Regions from separate parts of the Mus musculus genome. Here region 1 is linked to region 2. Evidence: chromatin contacts called from public promoter capture Hi-C data. All regions are on one chromosome and are shown on one strand. Each heading gives the region's core, a stretch centred on a gene start, on an enhancer-like site or on the middle of the called end of the contact. The rest is flanking DNA. Distances are from core to core; before and after follow the strand shown.

Region 1 (5,219 bases), core at 2,301-4,800, 670 kb before region 2:
GAAATCAAAAGCCAGTGCTTTGGCTTACACCTAGGCCTGTGAAATGTTCATTTTGTAAATAGTTCGTTTTATTCAGGTTACATGGAGTAACAGTCTCGGCGCCCCTCCCCCTCTTCATATTGTTTACAGATTTATTTCTGCTCCATCTGCTTACAGCTTTTAACCTGAAATAACCCAGAGTTTCTTTTAAAATGTGTCTTTCTATCATTTTTTTCCCTCAGTGAAGGGTCTTTTCCCTCATTTCAGTTAAAAATTCCAGAGATGGAAGGATTTGATATCCATACTTAACACGAACCAGTTCTATGTTCATTTTAGAATATTCTTCATTTTCATAAACTTGGGAAACTTTCACATTGATTTTCAAGAGAACTTCCCGAATAATGCTGCAAAGCACCAACCAGCAGGTGGCGGACCTCACAAGGAAAGCTTTCTGTTCAGCAGAGGATGAAGGGCCTTTCAGACCCTTGTTATGTCGGCTTTCTCTGTGGCTGGCCCTTTTCCCTTCTGGCTGGATGCTACCCACCAGAGGCACCAAAGGCTGGCCCCTGGACTCGGTAGAGGTAGAAGCCACCTTGGGAAGTGAAAGGCCACCGTACATTGGTCCAGAAGTTATTTGTCCCCAAGCCAAGTTGGTCAGGGCCAAGATGCCACAGAAGGGTCTGGGAAGACCCTTAAGGAAAAATGAGGGAGCATTTCTGTGTCTGGAAGTAGGGAATGCTTCCATCCTGGCTGTTCCTATTGCAGAAGGACACCGTGACTCCTGCCCACCCCATTCCTGCCCTCTTGTTTCTCCAGCCCAGTGCAGGGCATTAAACATGCAAAGTCTTTGGATTCCTCTGAAGTAATGTGGGAGGTTAAGACATGGTCCTAGGAGGATCCCTGAGCGGTCTTTTTACCATCAGTGCTAGTTCCATTTCTGTGAACACATACCTCAGTGCCTCCCCCCAGTGCAGGCCACCTCTCCAGCACTCTCAGTGCCATCAGAGAGCTGTGAAGGAGAGGTTCCCTTCATCCCTTTAGTAACAGACTCCTAGGAAGGCACCCATTCTCACAGGACAGAGAGTGGTCTCATGGCTAACAGGGTGAGAAGAAGTAAAAAAGCAAAAAAAAAAGTACTGTGTGTGTGTGTGTGTGTGTGTGTGTGTGTGTGTGCGCGCGCGCGCGCGTGCATGTGTGCATATATATTAATAGATGCTTTTTGTAGCTCAGTTGTACAATACTTGCCTAGTGTGCATAAAGCCCTAATTTCAATCCCGGACACCACACAAATGGGTCATTATGCATGCCTATGATCCTGGCACTCTGGAAATAGAGGCTGGAAAATCATTACATTTATCCTTTGTTACACAGCAAATTGAAGGCCACCCTGGGCTACATGAGACCCTGCCTCAAATAAATAAAGGTGGAAGGGGAGAATGGCTCCACGGTGCTGTCCAATGACAATCCATGCCATGGCATGTACTCCACCAACCCACACCATGTACACACAAAATACACCCTTTTAAACTTGGAATGAGGTAAAGATAGTGACTGAATGTGCTGTTCCCACAGTAATCCAGCAAGCCTGTGGGACTTGTCCACCCTGCACATGTGCTCTGTTCTTAAGCCCGATGTGGCAACCTGCTAGCCTGTGAACGAACAGCTTACTTATTTACTTATTAATTTAATGTATGTGAGTACACTGTCACTGTCTTCAGACACACCAGAAGAGGGCATCAGATCCCATTACAGATGGCTGTGAGCCACTATGTGGTTGCTGACACTTGAACTCAGGACCTTCGGAAGAACAGTCGGTGTTCTTAACCGCTGAGCCATCTCACCAACCACGAGTTTTCATTAGTATTTTAATTTGTAATTAATATCCTGGAGACTGTTGGGAGTTGCCACTCTTCACCCAAGGGTAGCATATTGGTACTACTCACTACTTAGGAGTCAATATATGTCTCAGTAATCTCTCTGGCTGCTGAGAGCTGATAACATAGTTATCACATAGCACAGTTTTTCTTGGTGTTTTATGTATCTATCTCTCAGCTTGATTGTTTCTGTCTGGGTTCATACAAGTGACAGTGGCACTGTGTGTCTGTGGGTACATAGACACATTATCTGTATGGCTGCATCTTCTGAAGCCGTCTCAGGTTGCATGCTGGTCAGAGCTGAGGATATCCAAAACCGTACCTATGCCGTGTTAGGGTCATGGCCTTGAAAGGTGGCAGGTATCACTCCCTGAGGTCCAGCCCCAGCCCAGTGCTGGGAGCGTTAGGAGCAGAGGAAAAACTGTCCCTGAAACTCAAACTTCTGCTGTTCTCTTCTCCTCTCTTCACTGGCCCACTGCGAGTTAGGTCTGGCCTTGGTCACCAAGTTGGGTATGCCTGGATAGAGGCTAAAAGCGCCTGGGTGCTCATGTGGTATCTGCTTGGACACCTCCAAAGTAACTCCGCATACCACTTTGACTATTCTTTAACAAGCCAAGAGCATCAGCGACTGCCATCAGTCTGCCACTGTCTGACTAAGAAGAGATGAGGAAAGACCAGCCTCTGAGGCACATCCCTTGCTGGTTGTGGACATCACATCATGCTCTTCAGAGCAGAGGAGTACTCAGACCTGTTCTAAGTTACACAGCTTGTGGTGTCTGGACAAAAGGGCCTAGAAACAAGCATGCTAACGTTGTTATTCTAAGTATTTTCATTTGTAATTAATATCCTGGAGACTGTGTTGGGAGTTGCCTCTCTTCACCCAAGGGTAGCATATTGGTACTACTCACTACTTAGGAGTCAATATATGTCTCGGTAATCTCTCTGGCTGCTGAGAGCTGATAACATAGTGTTTGGGGGTTCACATGGTTAGCTGAGGGTCTGTTTGATTTTATACACTATATGTGGTTGTATACACTACACTGTTTAAAGGGTCCACATGATTGTAGATACACTGCACTACACACACACACACACACAGAGCGACTGTGTACACACTTTATGTGTGGTTAGAAAGGGTCCATTGGATTGTGCACATTCCATGCACGCGGTTAGAAAGGGTCCATGTGACCTGCACATGCTACATAGAAAAAGTCCATGCGGTCGTGCACACTGTACACGTTGAAAAAGATCCATGCAATTGTGCCCATCCTGTTAGAAAAGATCCAGGTGCCTCGCCACAGCCTGGCCCTGGCTATAGGCACGTCCAGCCAGCAGCCAGCCCCGCAGGCCCGAGGAGGCCCCTCACACGCCCACTGAGCCACTGCCGCCCGGGAGGCCCGCGCCACCCACGGTCCGGGGCCCAGCGTAGCCCGCGGGTGGCCGCCACCCAGGCCAGCGGCCGCGGCCGGGCGCGCGCTCCCCGGGGCGGCCGCGGCGCCTTTAACCCGGGCGGCTGGCGGGCGGCGGGAGGAGGCGGCGGGCGGGCGCTCAGAGGAGGGCTTTCTTTCTTCTTTTTTTTGAATGAACGGTGACGTACGTACAGGAAACCAGGCGCTCCGGCGGAGAATGAAGTAAGAGGCCGGGCCCCCCGCCCCGCGCCCGCCCCCTTCCTCCCCGGCCCGTCCTCCCGCCCCGCGTCCGGGTCCCCGCCGAGCCGCCGCCGCCAACACCGAGGTGCCCAGGCCCTCCCCAGCCGCAGCCGTCACCGTGGAACGGGCTGCGCGGCGCAAGCACGAGGAGGCGGCCGCCAGCGCCGCCCGCAGCGGAGGAGGAGAAAGGGTGCGCAGCCCGGAGGCGGGGTGCGCCGGTGGGGTGCAGCGGAAGAGGGGACCAGGGGGGGACTTCGTAGCAGTCATCCTTTTTAGGAAAAAGAGGGGGGGCAAACCCTCCCCCACCACCTCCTTCTCCCGCAGCGCACCACACACAGTGCGCGGGCTGCTCCTTGGGCACCCGCGGCCCCAGCGCGTCCGTGCCTGCATTTAGCAAGCTGCTTTTTTTCCCGTTTCGGAAAGCGCGTTGGCCCTTCGGAGTTTAATCAGAAGAGGATTCCGGTCCCGGTCCCCCAGCTCCTCCATCGTCCCCTTGGCGTGTCTCTCTGCCCTGGAGGTCTGAAGCGGTCCGGTGGATACGGATCCATGCCTGCGCTCCAGCGTGTGTGTGCAAGTGTAAATTGCCGAGAAGAAGGGAGAATCACAGGACTTCTGCAAATGCTGGACTGAAAAATTGTAATTCATCTGCCGCCGCCGCCGCTGCCTTTTTGCCCCGCTGCGGTGCTCTTGAGATCTCTGGTTGGGATTCCTACGGATTGACATTCTCAGTGAAGCCGGAGTGTGAGGACCCAATCTGGAAACCCTCCTGATTTTTCCTCCACCTAGCCCCCAGACCCCAACTCCCGATTCATTGCAAGTTGTAAAGAAGCTTATACAAGGAGACTTCTGAAGATCGATGGTGTGGTTGCCTTATGTATTTGTTTGGGTTTTACCAAAAAAGGGTAAACTTGACAGAAGATCATGCCGTCCTTAGAAAATACAGTAAGTTCTTTGCACAGGAATTTTGTTTAATATAACTTTCCATGGACGCGTTTGAAATATTTTTTTACTTCAAGTGCATTCAAGCAAATTTCATTTCCAGACAGTTTAATGCATTTTTAAACGTGTAACTTGTAGCGGATATACCTTTCTTACCCTAAATATATAAAGGAAAACACACCTGATTTTAACTTCCTAGGTCGTCCCGCCTCTTCACCTTTCAGCATTGCGGAGGAAGTAGACTGATATTAACAAAGCTTAATAAATAATGTACCTCATGAAATAAAAAGCAGAAAGGAATTTGAATAAAAATTTCCTGCATCTCATGCCAACGGGGAAACACCAGAATCAAGTGTTCGGTGTAACTAAAGACACCCCTTCATCCAAGAATGCAAAGCACATCCAATAAAAGAGCTGGATTATAACTATTCTTTTTTTTTTTTTTTTCTTTCGGGGCCGTGGGGCGGGAGTCGGGACTTGAAGTGCCATTGGTACCTGCAGCTTCTTTTCGGGGAAGGATGGCGCAAGCCGGGAGAACAGGGTATGATAACCGGGAGATCGTGATGAAGTACATACATTATAAGCTGTCACAGAGGGGCTACGAGTGGGATGCTGGAGATGCGGACGCGGCGCCCCTGGGGGCTGCCCCCACCCCTGGCATCTTCTCCTTCCAGCCTGAGAGCAACCCAATGCCCGCTGTGCACCGGGACATGGCTGCCAGGACGTCTCCTCTCAGGCCCCTCGTTGCCACCGCTGGGCCTGCGCTCAGCCCTGTGCC
Region 2 (5,165 bases), core at 2,026-4,525:
TAGGTTTTTCTAACTCCAGGGTTGTCTCCCTTTGTGATTTCTTTATTGTTTCTATTGGATGGTTTTGTTCATTTCCTTCACCAGTTTGATTGTGTTTTCCTGTAATTCTTTAAGGGACTTTTGTGTTTCCTCTTTAAGGGCTTCTAGCTGTTTACTTGTGTCCTTCTGTATTTCTTTAAGGTAGTTATTTATGCCCTTCTTAAAGTCCTCTATCACCATCATGAGAAGTGATTTTGATCCGAATCTTGCTTTTCTGGTGTGATGGTGTATCCAGGACTTGCTATGGTGGGAGAATTGGGTTCTGATGTTGCCAAGTAATCTTGGTTTCTGTTGCTTATGTTCTTATGCTTGCCTCCTGCCACCTGATTATCTCTAGTGCTACCTGCTCTTGCTATATCTGACTGGAGCCTGTCCTTTCTGTGATCTTGGTTGTGTCAGAACTCCTCAGTGTTCAGCTGTCTCTGTGATCCTGTGATCTGGGATCCTGTGGTCCTGAAATACTGGGTGTGTCAGAGCTCCTAGGAGTCAAGCTACCTCTGGGACCCTGAGATCCTGGTGTGACCAAGCTCCTGTGATCCTGTGATCCTGAGCATGTTAGAGAGCCTGGGAGTGGAGCTTCTTCTGGGTGTTGTGGAACTGGCTGTGAAGTTAGTGCCCAAGGTCTGCTCAGGGCACCTATGATCCTATGATCCTGGGCATGTTAGAGCGCCTGGGAGTGGAGCTTACTCTGGGTGTTAGTAACTGGCTACGGAGTTCTGCTCAGGGCACCTTCCCAGACCAGAAGGAAGCAGGGAAATTTATTCTTAAACTCACTATCCTCCCAACTGTGTTCCACCATACTTGCAAGCCTCTTTCTGACAGCGAAGTTCCTTTGTGATTCATTCCTGTTATTGTGGTTTTCATAGTTCATTCATTTCCATTGTCAAGTAATAATCCACTATTCAGAATATCAGTTTCACCTCCAAATGGAAATTCAAATTGTTTCTGCTTTCTGCCAGCACAGATAAAGCTATGGTGGACATTCCTTGTACAGACAGATTTTATGCCCATTGCATAAACTCGGTGACCAATACTATCATCCTTGCACTGACTTGCATGTCATTTGTATGGCCTTCCTTGATGACCTGTTCAGATCTTTTGCACATTTCTACTTTGGTTTATTCTTCCTTCCCTTTTCTTCATTTCTTCCCTCTGTATCTTGTCTTCCTCTTTGCCCCTCTCCTTCTTTTCTTTTTTTTTCTTCTTTCTTTTGTGTGTGTGTGTGGGGGGGGGGCATTTACCAAGGTTGACTTCAAACATTGAGCTCCTGCCTCTGCCTCCTGAATGCTGGGTCATATGTGTGTACCAACATGCTTAGGAATTGTATATTTTTTAATCACTAAGTTTTGAAGGCACCTTATATATTCTATACATAAGTCCTTTATGAACGCATGATGTGTCAATTTTTCTCTCATGCTAACAACCTAAGGAGTTTTGTGATCAAGCCTAATTACTTTTTCATTATTCTGTGAATGTGCTATAAAATATATCATGGCAACCCTAAGTCACAAAGGCTTTCCTCTGTGCAGTTCCAAGGTCTTGCTCCTCCTTTCTGATCTTGAAGCCACCGTGAGTTGATTTTTTTTTTTTTTGTCACATCGCACAGTAGTGATGCTTGTCTTTCTTATGACCATTTCTCCTTTACAGAAAAGAGTGAAGACATCAAATATTTGCCCAAAGGTCATAGGGTCCACATCTACACTCAGGCTCACAGGTCTCGGAGGTTTGCAGGAATTTGCTTCAGTTCTTTGTTTCATTTTTGTTTTTGTTTTGTTTTGTTTTGTTTTGAGAAGGTCTCACTATGTGGTAGAATTTGTTATTAAGCTCACTATCCTCCCACGTGTGTGTACCAGCACACTTGGGTAAATGCGTGGTTTTGACTGAATGATTGTCAAATATTATGAATCTTGTGAACCATATATTCAGGCTGCCCTGGGATTTATCTTCCCAGCAGATAATGAAAATGTATTAGCTCATGTTATGTCCCATTGATAAAAATGGCTTAGTTCTTTTATTTATCAGTTATCTTGTACAGTGTTTTTTTTTTTTTTAAGATTTATTTATTTAGTATATGTTAGTACACTGTAGTTATCCTAAGATACTCCAGAAGAGGGCATCAGATTTCGTTATGGATGGTTGTGAGCCACTATGTGCTTGCTGGGATTTGAACTCGGGACCTTCAGAAGAACAAGAGCAGTCAGCGCTCTTAACCACTGAGCCATCTCGCCAGCCCAGTGTGTTTTGATCATATTCACACATGCCTTTTTCCTCCATCAAGACCATCAAATATTCTGGGATATGTGGCCTTCCATTGGACTACATCTTTATTTTACTTAATTTTATTCTGTCATCTATCTATCTATCTATCTATCTATCTATCTATCTATCTATCTATCTATCATCTATGTATATATCAATCATCTATCTATTACCTATTTATTTCAAGACAGGGTTTCACTATGTAGACCGGGCTGTGTCAGACTTACAAAGATTTGCCTGCTTCTGCCTCACCAGTGCTAGGATTACAAGTGTGAGCCACCATACCACACACAATTTCCAAATCTTTTCACTAAAGAGTAACTACCATTTTTCTCTGGGCTCAACTCAAAGTTCCACTTTGTAGTAGGTGGAAAGAGTGATCTTGGAGGCAGCTGCAGTTTAGAACAAGCTGGGCATAAAGGTTTATTTTCAGTGGGTCAAAGAAACCTTCTTGCATGTTTTCTAACATAGTCACACAGTACTTGTACCATGCTTGAGCTCTGTGGAAAATATGACTATTCTAAAGGATTGTGTCATGAAACCACTTGCCAAAAGCTGGGTGGAGTCATAGGAAGGGCCCTCTTCGGGCTGACCCTCCTTCCCACTGCCGTGGAATGATTTTCTATCCACAGATGAGAGTCTCAGACTATCCCACCAAGGTCTGCCAAGATCTGTCTGGGCCTTCCAGAAAAGAAGCATTGCTGTGTGCACAGCACTGGCAAGCCCTGCAGCCCTTCATGAAGCCAGTGTTCAATGGCTTGCACAGTTGGTCTTTTAAGACTAAACCAGTCTGCCAGTCCAGTAAAGTATACCAATAATAAGGTAGAAGGAAACATGAGGGGGAAGTTCTCAGGGACTCCTTCCTGTACACTGGGAGACACTAAAGGTAAGCATTGGCTACTGCCCTGACAGTGCCTGGCTGCCCCTATAGGGAGGAAGCCCCGAGCTTCCATGTCTTTTGCCAAGTGAGCTTTGGCAGCTCTGGGCCAAGGACTTGGCAACCTTCGAGGAATCTCACTTGGCAAGCTGCTGCATGCATAAGGTAGCCCTGGGGGAGGCAGCTCATATTTCCTGTGATAAGAATTAAAATAGAGAGAGAGAAAAAAATCCTTGGCTGCTTTCTGTGCTATGGTGTTCCTACATTTATGTTTCATTACAATTTAAAAAGAAAAAAAAAGCATAAAAACCAGGCCACAGGCTGGGGGAAAATATGCACAAAATATGTATCTTATAAAGACTGGTACTCAAAATAATACAAGAACTCACCAGTAAGAAAATAACTCGCAGGCTCATGAGTGGGAAAAGACTTGCTGAGCTCCTTACCAAGCTTTAGTACTGGAACATACAAGGAAGGAGAAGGCAGCTCCCACAAATTATCCGCTGGCATGTGCACCCCCTCCCACAATAAATGTAATAAAAAATTTTTTTAAAAATGAGAAAGAACACCTAATCAAAACTCAATTAAAAAAGTCGGCAGAAAGATAAGTTCACCTCACCAAAGATGGTAAATTAGTATACGAAAAGATGTGTAACTTTGTGTACCCCTGGGGAAAGCAAAAACTCAGACAGCCATGGAATGCAATCACAAACCTGCTAGAGTGGTTCCGATCCACACTGACATCATCTACTGCTACCAAGGATGCAGAGCCACAGGAACTCTCAGACAGTGCCATTGTGCACACAGAATGGCACGGGTGCTTTGGGAGGTGATTTATAGACTTACAGGATCCAGCAGTGGAAAGCCTGGCCTGCCTGTGATGGCTCCACTTCCACTTCCTTCAGGGTGCAAGTGCTACAAAAGCAGTAGGAGCTGCGCTGAGTTTCTAACTGAGCACGCTAACGTGCAGTCTGGCAGTCTCCGGTCATGCTGCAGCAGCACTCTAAGGCTCTTAGTCAGCCACCCAGTCACCAGTAAACGCTTGATTCTCCGAAGTGTACACCATGGTAAAGCTGTGGCGTTTGGTAGGCTTTTGATGTTTTACCATGATATCACCTTATGGGAAGTGGAGGGACATCTGTGCATATGGTGTTCTAGAAAGGCAAGACTATGTAGTCAATAAAAAGTGAGCAGGTAAAGCACACACAGACAATTTTTCTATTAGAAATTATCATAGAGTATTCCATGATTCGGTGATAGCAGTACTCATATACATTTATCAATGCCACAGAACTTTATGAGTGAACACTAATCATATAGACTTCAATAAGGAAAGTATCATCATTGCTTTATCAGTTTTAAGAAAAGATTATCCTATGGTTTCATCCACTCCTCAGAATTACACTATCAGTTCCATGTTTAGCGACTTGCTTGCTGCTCTTCACCCTCCTGGCAGCAGCAGACCAGTTCCATCTACTCCACTTTCCATAGCACCATAATTTGAATTAGCAAAGTTCAAATGAACTTGGTTGGACATAGGTTGAGTTTAGTGGGATGCCTGGTGTGCACACATGGTTTGTCTATACACAGATAATCCTGAAGGGCCAGGGCTACTCTCCAACCCATGGCTTGTTTACTGATGTAATTGACAGAGGTGTATATCACTAACTAGTCAGCAAGGTCTGGGTCTCCTGAGATGAGTATCTTTCACACAGAGGTTATGGACAGTATCCTGGAAGCTTGGACAGGAAGTAGATCTTGGGAGGGCGAAGCTTCTAGAAGTGGAGGCAGCGGGACCCTGGAAGCCCTTGGTGGCTGCAGGGAAGTGATGGACTCAGCAGCAATGAGGCTGAACAAGCCCCCTTTGCAAAGGCATTCTGGGAGGTAAAGGAAGAAGGAAGGCATTTGTTGAGAGAGTAATGGGTTGGGAAGATGGAAGGTCTGAGAGAGGCCAATGACTTCAATATAAACTGCATGGAAGCCACCGTTC

The links. Promoter capture Hi-C pulls out the DNA fragments that hold promoters and counts their contacts.
Region 1: a contact with region 2 is called in a promoter capture Hi-C map of the 3T3-L1 cell line, with 6 times the contacts expected there. The contact joins the promoter of Bcl2 here to the enhancer-like site in region 2. A contact is called at or near these places in 13 of 39 promoter capture datasets (the 3T3-L1 cell line, the C10 cell line, the HPC-7 cell line and 7 more), 2 of 484 Hi-C or Micro-C datasets (B cells and cortical neurons), 7 of 115 datasets of contacts at active chromatin or transcription factors (T-cell acute lymphoblastic leukemia, astrocytes, embryonic stem cells and 3 more) and 2 of 9 other capture datasets (adipose tissue and embryonic stem cells).

The regions. Positions count from the first base shown.
Region 1 is chr1:106,712,621-106,717,839 of GRCm38.p6, reverse strand. It overlaps Bcl2 (B cell leukemia/lymphoma 2), which reads left to right and starts at 3,550. Exons shown (of 2, transcript NM_009741.5): 1 at 3,550-5,219. The coding sequence starts at 4,960.
Region 2 is chr1:106,041,346-106,046,510 of GRCm38.p6, reverse strand. No RefSeq gene overlaps it. Among named protein-coding and RNA genes, the nearest start is that of Zcchc2, 54 kb to the right of the region's middle. Within about 2 kb of position 3,275, at least 39 of the 459 cell types and tissues checked have an H3K27ac peak or open chromatin away from gene starts, as enhancers often do. A contact at or near this core is called in adipose tissue, where this site is marked.